Regions from separate parts of the Gossypium hirsutum genome. Here all the other regions are linked to region 3. Evidence: chromatin contacts called from public Hi-C data. All regions are on one chromosome and are shown on one strand. Each heading gives the region's core, a stretch centred on a gene start, on an enhancer-like site or on the middle of the called end of the contact. The rest is flanking DNA. Distances are from core to core; before and after follow the strand shown. Region 1 holds the start of LOC107888598 (myb-related protein 306). Region 2 holds the start of LOC121206475 (DExH-box ATP-dependent RNA helicase DExH18, mitochondrial). Region 3 has its middle 5.2 kb from the start of LOC121207256.

The links. Hi-C and Micro-C count contacts between places; a contact is called where the count stands out from the background.
Region 1: a contact with region 3 is called in a Hi-C map of leaf, with 3 times the contacts expected there. The contact joins the promoter of LOC107888598 here to the enhancer-like site in region 3. A contact is called at or near these places in 17 of 34 Hi-C or Micro-C datasets (callus, cotyledon, fibers and 3 more).
Region 2: a contact with region 3 is called in a Hi-C map of leaf, with 2.6 times the contacts expected there. The contact joins the promoter of LOC121206475 here to the enhancer-like site in region 3. A contact is called at or near these places in 3 of 34 Hi-C or Micro-C datasets (callus, hypocotyl and leaf).

The regions. Positions count from the first base shown.
Region 1 is chrA09:4,396,767-4,399,977 of Gossypium_hirsutum_v2.1, reverse strand. It overlaps LOC107888598 (myb-related protein 306), which reads left to right and starts at 1,256. Exons shown (of 3, transcript XM_041077430.1): 1 at 1,256-1,767; 2 at 1,868-1,997; 3 at 2,076-2,824. The coding sequence starts at 2,266. The coding sequence ends at 2,712.
Region 2 is chrA09:4,496,841-4,500,086 of Gossypium_hirsutum_v2.1, reverse strand. It overlaps LOC121206475 (DExH-box ATP-dependent RNA helicase DExH18, mitochondrial), which reads right to left and starts at 1,513. Exons shown (of 1, transcript XM_041077431.1): 1 at 1-1,513. The coding sequence starts at 1,188. LOC107888602 (protease Do-like 8, chloroplastic) reads right to left here. Exons shown (of 13, transcript XM_016812767.2): 13 at 2,923-3,174. The coding sequence ends at 3,046.
Region 3 is chrA09:4,251,307-4,254,725 of Gossypium_hirsutum_v2.1, reverse strand. No RefSeq gene overlaps it. Among protein-coding and RNA genes, the nearest start is that of LOC121207256, 5.2 kb to the right of the region's middle. Within about 2 kb of position 2,050, at least 1 of the 9 cell types and tissues checked has an H3K27ac peak or open chromatin away from gene starts, as enhancers often do. A contact at or near this core is called in leaf, where this site is marked.

The sequences.
Region 1 (3,211 bases), core at 7-2,506, 150 kb before region 3:
TTTTATAAAATAAATAATACATATTTTCAAGTTTTTAAAATTATAATTTTTTTTTATTTTTTAGAATTTTGACGAAATTGACAGAATTGTAAACATTGAGAGTTAAATTTGTTGAATCTTTAATAATTAGGATCAATTTGATAGATCGTGCAAAGTATTAAAGGGTTAAATTTATTAGTATACCAATTAAAAAACTATCACGTCAACATTCTATACGGTGACCAAAGACATTAAACAGTAGAATAATTAAAATTTTATCTTATAAAAGAATAAATATTATTTTAGAATATTTATATTTTTTATATTTTGATAAATTTTTAAAAAAATAAATACTCATAATAAGAATGATAAAATTTAAATCAAAGCTATTATAATTTTTACCATCACAACTTTTTCATTTAAATTAAAACCATATTTTTATATTAATATTCTATAAATTTATTAAATAATTTTTTAATCTAGATTGTGTCAAAATTTTCTCTCACGGTGACGTCAAGTCTTTACTATTTTAGGATCAAATTTGTTGAGATCTCAAAAAAAAGAAAAAAGAAAAAAAAGGACACAACCTCGTCGAATACTTATTTTTCTATTTACAAAATTTAAAAACTAAAATTTTATTTAAAAATTACCAAATTTTTTATCACTCAAAATCCTAGCGAAATTAACTAAAGGCGGATTCTCGTTAGGACTTAAGAACTTCAAAATTTTATTATGTTTTAGTCATTTACGTTATAGTTTTGTTACGAAGTGATTACTCTACTGTTAAGTTTCGTTACCTCCCTAATGGTGATCCTGCATGGCAATCCAAATGAGTTTTAAATGCCAACTTAGATGTCTTACGTGGTAGTATAAATTAAAACCCAAGTTGGCATTTAAAATCCATTTGTATTGCCACGTAGGACTGCTGTTAGGGATGTAACGGAGTTTAACGTAAAATGACCATTTCGTAACAAAAGGATAAAGTAAATTACTAAAATATAATTTGAGGTAAATAAAAGTGACTATTTTTATAATTTACCCAAGTTTTAATTAAATCTTTAAAAAATTTTAAAAAAATTAATTAAAGTCTTGAAATCTATTTATAAATTTTCATAAAATCTCAATTTTTGAAAATTGTCACTAAAATCATAAAAAAAAAATCTTAACCCTGGTGCCCGGCAGTGAATTTAACATTCCTTTTTTGTTGTTGCTTTTTCTTTTACAACGCCAGGACTCATATTTGCCGTAAATACTAAAAACTCCATTATTCGAGACTAGACCATAATTGTTTTTTCTTCTTTAGAGGAACAAAAATTGTCGAGCAAAACCCGCATTGAATGCCACGCGATGTGGTGTTGTGAGCCATTGTCTCTGCCACAACTGAGCTGACTTTAGCATTGCCTGCTCCCTGCTCACTCTTCCTTGAGTTAATGCTCTTGCTGTCACCTTTTGACTCTTTGGCATGGAAGTAATTGGAACTTTTATGTTTTTGAAGGCTACCCTTTTACACCTTTCAGGTCAGCATCCTCTCTCTCACTCCCTCTTTTCTATATATGCAAACCAGGACCAACTAATCCTTTACCTTAGACCCTAGTCTTAAAAGTTTCCAAGGAGAAAATAATAATAATAATAATAATAATAATAACAATAAAGAAATGGGGAGACCACCTTGTTGTGACAAAGCTGGTTTGAAGAAAGGTCCATGAACTCCTGAAGAAGACATCATCTTGGTATCTTATATTCAACAACATGGTCCTGGGAATTGGAGGGCTGTTCCTACAAATACAGGTTATTGGCTTAAACTTATTTTCCATTTTTCAGCTACATTCAAAATTTTGTAGTATTGAAATTCTTAATCTTTTTTTGTTTCTGGTTTCCTGATTTCCAGGGTTGCATAGATGTAGCAAGAGTTGCAGGCTTAGATGGACTAATTACTTAAGGCCTGGGATTAAGAGGGGAAACTTTACAGATCATGAAGAGAAATTGATAATCCACCTTCAAGCTCTTTTAGGCAACAGGTATAATCTAAGAACTCATATTATGTAAACTTTTATCTGTGGAGTTTTATGAATAAGTGGGGTATTCAAATTGTGCAGATGGGCTGCAATAGCTTCTTACCTTCCTCAGAGAACTGACAATGACATTAAAAACTATTGGAACACTCACTTGAAGAAGAAGCTGAAGACGATCAATGGCAGTGAAAGTTATTCTAGAGAAGGGTTTTCATCAGAAAAACACCAAATTTCAAGAGGCCAATGGGAGAGAAAGTTGCAGACTGATATCCAAATGGCTAAACAGGCTTTATCTGATGCATTGTCACCAGAGAAATCAAGTGGTTTAGCTTCAAAACCAAGAGGATATGCATCAAGCACTGAGAATATAGCTAAGTTATTGAAGAAATGGATGAGAAATCCACCAAAACCTGTTTCAAGTGATAATATGGGAGGGATTGGGACTCCATGGAAGGAAAACAAAAGCAGCAACAGCATTGAAATGTCTGAGGTTTTTGAGTCATTGGAAGTGTTTGAATCATTTGATTCTTCAAATTCTGATTTCTCACAATCTTTGTCACCTGATCAAGCAAGCCTTTTCCAAGATGAAAGTAAACCAGATGTGAATGAACTAGGGCAACTCACATTGCTTGAGAAATGGCTTTTTGATGATGGTGCAAGTCAAGGGAAAGATGACCAGCTTAGTGATATCAAACTAGATGGAAATGCTATTTTTTTCTAAAAATGAAATGGGGGAATTGTTTTACAGACTTTTTTTGGTGGATTCTTTTGGTCTTAGCTTATTTTTTTTTGCTATAGATCTTGTTCAATGAAGATATCTTGCATTTTAATTATGAGATGAATTAGGTTCTTGTGATTCAACTTTTCATAATTTAATTTTCATATTTTACATAATTTAAGATTTAATCTATGTAATTTTAAAAGTTAAAAATTCAACTTTTTTATCTTTTTAATTTAAAAATTTTAGTTGAATCATTATCCACATTGGTAATTTCTGTTCCTACAAAGAGGGTAACCTAATTAATATGAAAAGTTGGTAAATTTGACCAAAAAAAAACTAACAACATTAATGATTGGATTGTAATTTTTAAATTATATATAAATATAAAATAAGTTAATATTTAATTTTTAGAGTGTATGGACTAAATCTCAAATTTTATCAAAATTTATAAACTTACAACATATTTTAACCTTTAAAATGTATATTTCCATTTAATGCA
Region 2 (3,246 bases), core at 264-2,763, 250 kb before region 3:
ATTCGAAAACGGGACATATTTCTTCTCTTGCCCTGTGTGGAGACTACAGTAAATTCCTTGTGCATTCACTTTGTCAAAAACTTCCATAGCCAAAAGCCTAAGCGGGCTGCAATAAATACCCTTCTTTGCTTCCATAAACCGCTGCAAAGCATTGTAAGTCTTGCCACTATTTGTTGGACCACAGTGATAAATGATCTTACGCTTCATTGCCCGTGCAAAGGGAAACCATGTATGCGGTGCTGTAAGATCTGCTGATTGAATCATACTTCGAAACTGCTTGATCTCATCAGGAAACTCTTCAATACAGAACTCCACAAATATAGGGAAAAGAAACTTAACAGCAGCATTAGATGGACCAAGTGATACCAAATGTTCAGTAACATCAGCAGAACAATTCTTAAAGAAAAAGCTACGGAACTTATGAGCAGCAGTAGGGAAAAATGACCTGCCAATATAAATAGCAAGTGACTGATTGGCTGCCCACCCTGACCTACAGAAATAGCTGAAAACTTGCTGTAAGATCTCCCAATCTTCTCTGCACAGCTTCACAGGGTTTTCATTACCACGAAGTTCCTGATACAATTCCACAGGATTTCGAAAGCCGACTTGCTTACGGTTCACAGTTCCATCAATTCCATCCTCCTTAGAACTGTCAATGCCATCCTCATCTGAATTCTCATGGACACTATCAAAATCATTAGCTCTCATAAAATCCACAATACCCTTATTCTCTTTATCATCTCCATGTTCCAACTCAACATCTTTTGAACCATATATACCATTCTCATTCAAACCATCAACATCATCCTCAACCTTATTCTCATTTTCACCATCAAAGTCGACAAGTTTCACAAAATCCAAAATATGCTTACCGTGCTCATTTTTTTCCATTTCTGAATCATGCATTCCATTATCCTCCCCACCATCATCACCCCCATTTTTAACAACAGAGGAAAAAGGTCTCACATTAGCATCTCCATAGTTTCTAAATTTACCAACTAAACCAACCAAGCTAGTCGAAAACTCTCTTCGAGGCACATGGAAAGACGGAGGGTCTTTATCCAAAACCCAGTTTTCAAATTGTCTAAAAGAATGAATATATCGATTTGATGACATAAACTTAACTCTAGAAACATTTTTCTTAGAAGTATAGATTCTAAACAGAAACGTTGCTAATCCTCTTCCCATTTAATACCCGCATAAAAGAGTAGAAACCCAACAATTTTATTTCCCCCTTTTTTTCCTGCTTAAAGCAATGAACTTTTGAAATTGCAATAAGCTAAAGGTGTTAAATTTGGTGAAAAAAAGGAGATTAAGGCCAAAAAAGGGGATTTTCAATGGAACTTACCTCAAGAGGATTGAGAGACAGATAATAAGAAAGACAGAGAGGAAATGGAGGGAAAGTAGTGGAGAGAGTTAAGCCACCAAAACCCTAAACCCAGAGTCGGTTTAGATTGGAGTAATTACAGAGAAAGTATGGAACTCGGATACTAGGACTCGGTCGGATTTGAGTCTGGAGACTCGAAGTTTACCGAGCGTTCTTGCCTCTTCATTAGCCCAATTTTTTGGGTAGTCAAATGAAAGCCCACATGTTTTCTTTTTTCTTTTTCTTTTTCTTTTATATTTATTTTTAAAAATAATAAATATTATTAAATTTTTTTATAGCTAGAAAATCCAAAAAATAATAGTAACTGCTTAAAATAAAAAAATATGTCCAAGATCATAATACAAGATTAGTGAAATTATATATATACAAGAAGTAATTCCTTAATAAATATATTTTTATATATAATTTTTTCTTTCACTATGTTTGACATAATCAGTAAAAGCACCACAACTTTTATACCATTTTAATTTATCTATTGAAAAATGAGTAAATTAGTCCCTGAATATTAAATGAGTGAGTAAACAGCTCGTATGTTAAAATTTGGTGTTTATATATATATATATATATATATGGTATAATAATAAATTTAGCCCTCAACTTTTACACATTTATTCAATTCGACCCCTACTCTTTTATTGGAAGTAAATTGAAATTTTTTGAAACTAATAAGGCTAAAGGGACTTAATAACAAAGTTTTAAAAAATCAATTAAGTCCTTTTAAAAATGAATTATTATTAAAAATCATAAAGTTTATAAAAGAAGTTATAAAAATTTTAAAATTATAAGTTATAAAAATTTTAAAATTATAAATATTTTTATTAAAAGACAACAATATTGACCCATTAAAATCTAATAGTTATAACGTTTTTTTTTAAATTGACCTCCACTCTTTTATTGAGTCAATGTTGTTTATATTTTTTGACTTTTTAATAATTATTAAATTTTAAAATGATTTAATTGAATTTTTTTAATTTGTTACTAGAGCCTTTTTGGCCTTTTAACGTTATTAATTTCAAAAATTTCTAATTTATTTTCCATGAAAGAGTAGAAGTCAAATTGAATAAATATGTAAAAGTTGAAGACTAAATTTGTTGTTATACCTTGTATATAAAACATCAAATTTTAATGAATGAATTATTTTGCTCACTCACTCATCTAATGTACAGAGATAATTTGCAGATTCTAGGAGGATTTTGTGATACTTCTACCGATGGATGCTTGACTAATTGCCTTTTTTTAGTGGTATAAGTAGTATAAGATTGGAGAGACTAAATGGCTGGGTTTTGCAAATTTCCAAACCAACTTATCATGTTCCTGGTGAGATGAGACTACTCCACACATCTTTGTTGAGATGATTTTGAAGTTCCAAGCTAGACCACAATGAGCTTGATTTCATGAAGTTAAATAAGTCTGAGGTTATCTCTAGCATAGCTAATGGGCAGTTTACTTTAATTTCAAAATAATATTGCTAACCATAAACATGGAAAACACAATGAAAGACGTGAACTGGTAATATGTGAGTACCTCTTGCTATATATTTTCACAAGTATATTATCTTTCATAAAATATGGAAAATGGGCAAACTGTAATAGTTTCAAGATTCATCATGGGATTTTTGCACATCTTAATAACCCTAATAGATGAATTTGAGGACCCTATTATGAACTTACTTCTTCCAAAATCACTTGCAGCTCCATATTCTCACTGCCCCTTTGGATCTTTAACATTACCTTATCCCCCACATTGTATTCATCCAATGCTTTGTTTAACTCTGCTTTGTTTTTAACCTGATGATGAGACAAGTGTTTTAAAATATGAATGTCATGTTAATAAGAGCATTGAATCGTTCAATGCAGAAA
Region 3 (3,419 bases), core at 801-3,300:
CCACCAAAATAATTGATTATTTGTAGGGCTATGTGCCCCATGTGGTAGGTACCTAATCTAGGTTTTCTTGACATGGTTAAAATGATGAAACACCATAGTCAGTTAAATCCCTATTCTAACACTGCAAGCATTATTGAAAGATTGAATTTAGTTGGTTTGAAGTTATTTTCAATATTTACATTCATTATTTTACCGTTTTTTAATCATATGGTCGCATTGATCTTTGTTTATAAGAATGAGGCATATTTCATGATTAAATTTTTTTTTTATTTGGAAAGCTCTAGTAACAAAGAAATTAGTCATTACTATCGGTAATGGATATCTTAGTTTTAAAAGAAGAGATAAGCAGCAAATTTCATCAAATTTCAATAAAAGTACTATGCAAGCCCCTGTACAAAAAGTCAAATTACATTTTACCCCTCTACTAAAAAATGAGTAAATAAATCTATGTATTTTAGATCAAAGAACAAATTGGTTATTTCTGTTAAAAAATTAATCCACTTGTATTGTTAAAAACTAACATAACTAACAGGATAACCAGACAATGATACATGGCGTGCCACATATACCTCATGCTAAAATATATGAATGAATTTTTAACAGAAGAACTAGTTTACTTTTTAACCTAACATATAATGACTAATTTACTTATTTTCTAAATAAATGGAACAAAATACAATATAACCCCTAATATAAAACTGTTGGTATTACTTTTACCTTAAATATCCACCATTATTTGCAAACTTTGCTAACAGCTGTCCTTACATTTTAATGGTGGGGAATCCATTGTTTTGGTCTAATGTTGGGTGTTTTGAAATTATGATTATAAGTTGTCCTACAATCTTACAACATAAAATTGAATACAAAGAAATGTATGAAAACACCATTTCATTGAACTTTTTTTAGCTTGCTTAAGAATGCTTTCTACTCTTTTTCCATTTCATGTGAATTAATAATGAGCTTCACACATGCTTTATTCCTTAATGTTAATATGTTTTTGCTTGGAATAAATTATAATGCAACACATTTATTGTACTTAAAGATATAAAGATTAGTATTTTATGGGAAATATTAACCAATTTTTAGTGATATTGATTAAATTAATATTTAGAAAAAAAAATGTGTTTCTATAATTCAATAAAATAACAAATTATATTTTTTGTAAATTAAAAATTAAATAATTTTAAGCATTTAAAAATATGAATTGACCGAATTTCATTGTAAAGAATAAATAAATGAAAAATGGTTCATAAAGCAATATAATCATAGATTTTGAAATTAGAATTGTTGATTTTTTTTTAAGTTAAGAAATTTGTTAATGAAAGATGAAGATTTCTGTTGATTTAGATCATTTTCTTCTTGAAAATTTAATTATAAATCGATAAATAAAACAATTTATTTATAAATATTCACCAAAGTCCAGTTCCTCATTGAATATAAGTAAATCTTCCTATGTATAAACATAATATGGCACATTAAGATACAATTAATGTGAATATCTAATTCCTCAAAATTAATCTTCGAACATGTCTTTAATAAAGAGTAGACTAGTAAAAATTCTTTATGACATCAAACTCTCTGATTGAAAGTCTTGATACAATCTTTATTTAGCTTGATTCTTATACGATATGTCTTCACTAATGAGCTACTAAAATTCTTTAAAAGACAAACATTTAAAAGCTCCAAATGGTTTGGGTCAAAATATGACAATCAAATAATGTAAATTAAAATGAGATGTGAAATGTTACTTTAGTTGCAACTAAGCTTGTATCTAACTTTTGTAATTGGCAGTAACATATATAATTATTCAATTTTCACCTATATTTATTTATTTAATAATTAAGTAATTGCATTTATTAGACATTAATATAATTAGTACAAATATTAAAGTAATAAAGTTTTATATATCTAGTCTTTTAGGCTATTCAATTAACTCCATTTCTCGAAAGGCTAAATTTGTTCTTTGAATTATTAAAAAAATATTTTTGGGTTTTGGGTTTTGGCCCAAAGTACTCTAATTTGGATCGAATAGACCAGATTTACAGCAACCACTTTCTCTAAAGCCCGGCCCGGGTTAGTTGGGCTCATCGGGTGGATGGGATAGGTTTAGAAATTGGAATGACTTTAGAAAAAAATTTAAAAAGAAAATTTATGAATTTTTTTAAAAAAAAACAATGATGGATCAAAAAGCCTGCAAGTAAAAGAAAAAAAAAGTTAAAAAGTTTAACATAACCCATTTGAAAGGTTACTTTGTCTAATGTGGGCTTCTTTATTGGGCCTAACACAAATTTGATTTGCTTTTCTATGCATTTTTTTTATAAACTGAATTCAAAATGTGAGCATTAGGTAATGAGTTTGGATGGGCGGTAGGGTGCAATACGATGCGATGCGATGCGTTTAATTTATTTTTTGTCTCACGCTATAGTGTCGCTACAATATCTAATCTCACTACCACCGTTGTTTTTACATTGACTGTAGGTAAACACATCGCCCATCCAAACTCACCCTTAATTAACATCGAAACTTGTAATTGTGGAATCTTTATAAATTTATGAAGTTGCCGAATGGTTTTTTCTTTAAAAAAATTCTCATAAAATTGATTGTAAATTAATTATGGTTAAAATATGTCATGAGTCACTTCACTTTTCATGAGTTTGGAATTTAGTTTCTTTAATTTTCTTTTAGGAATTTAGTCTCTATACTTTAAGATTTCACAATTCAAGTTTAATTGTTAATATTGTTAAATTTTTTATTAAATTTATTGATTTGACATTTTAAAATAAAAAAGTACTCACTTAGTAGCCATGTAGCTAAAAATAATAATGTCATGAAAAACATGAATTTAACAAATAATAGTATTAACAATTAGATCTAAATTTTGGAATCTGAAAACTAAGGCTAATTTCATAATAAAAAAAATTACAAGGGGTTAAATTCCAAATTTAAAAAGAGCACATAGACTTATTAGATATTTTAACCATTATGGATCCAACATTGTAGTTTGGACTGCAACAACATACGTAGATTGTTACTGTAATGAAGTTTATTGTAATTACCTTACAGTGCGGCTGTGATTTTGTATCGCAGGAGTCGAGACTCAACTTGACCATGTCGTCCAAAGAACATTTAAGGGTCTAATGACCCAATCACATTGCCATTGCAGCTGCAATTTTACTTCCTTATGGACTACTATCTGTAAGTTATCCTTGATCTGCTGTTAGCTCTCTTATTAGTAATGAAGTTGATTATAGTTGATCCACTGTGCGAAAACAACATTGTTGGATAAAAGTTGAGCCTCGACTAGACTATATCATCCAAAGAGCACTTGAGAGTTTTACAATCGTCCTAAATATCTTAAGCTAGTGTCCTAGTCACAGTGTGGTTATAATTAAAATTTTACTTCATTATAAACTACCCTT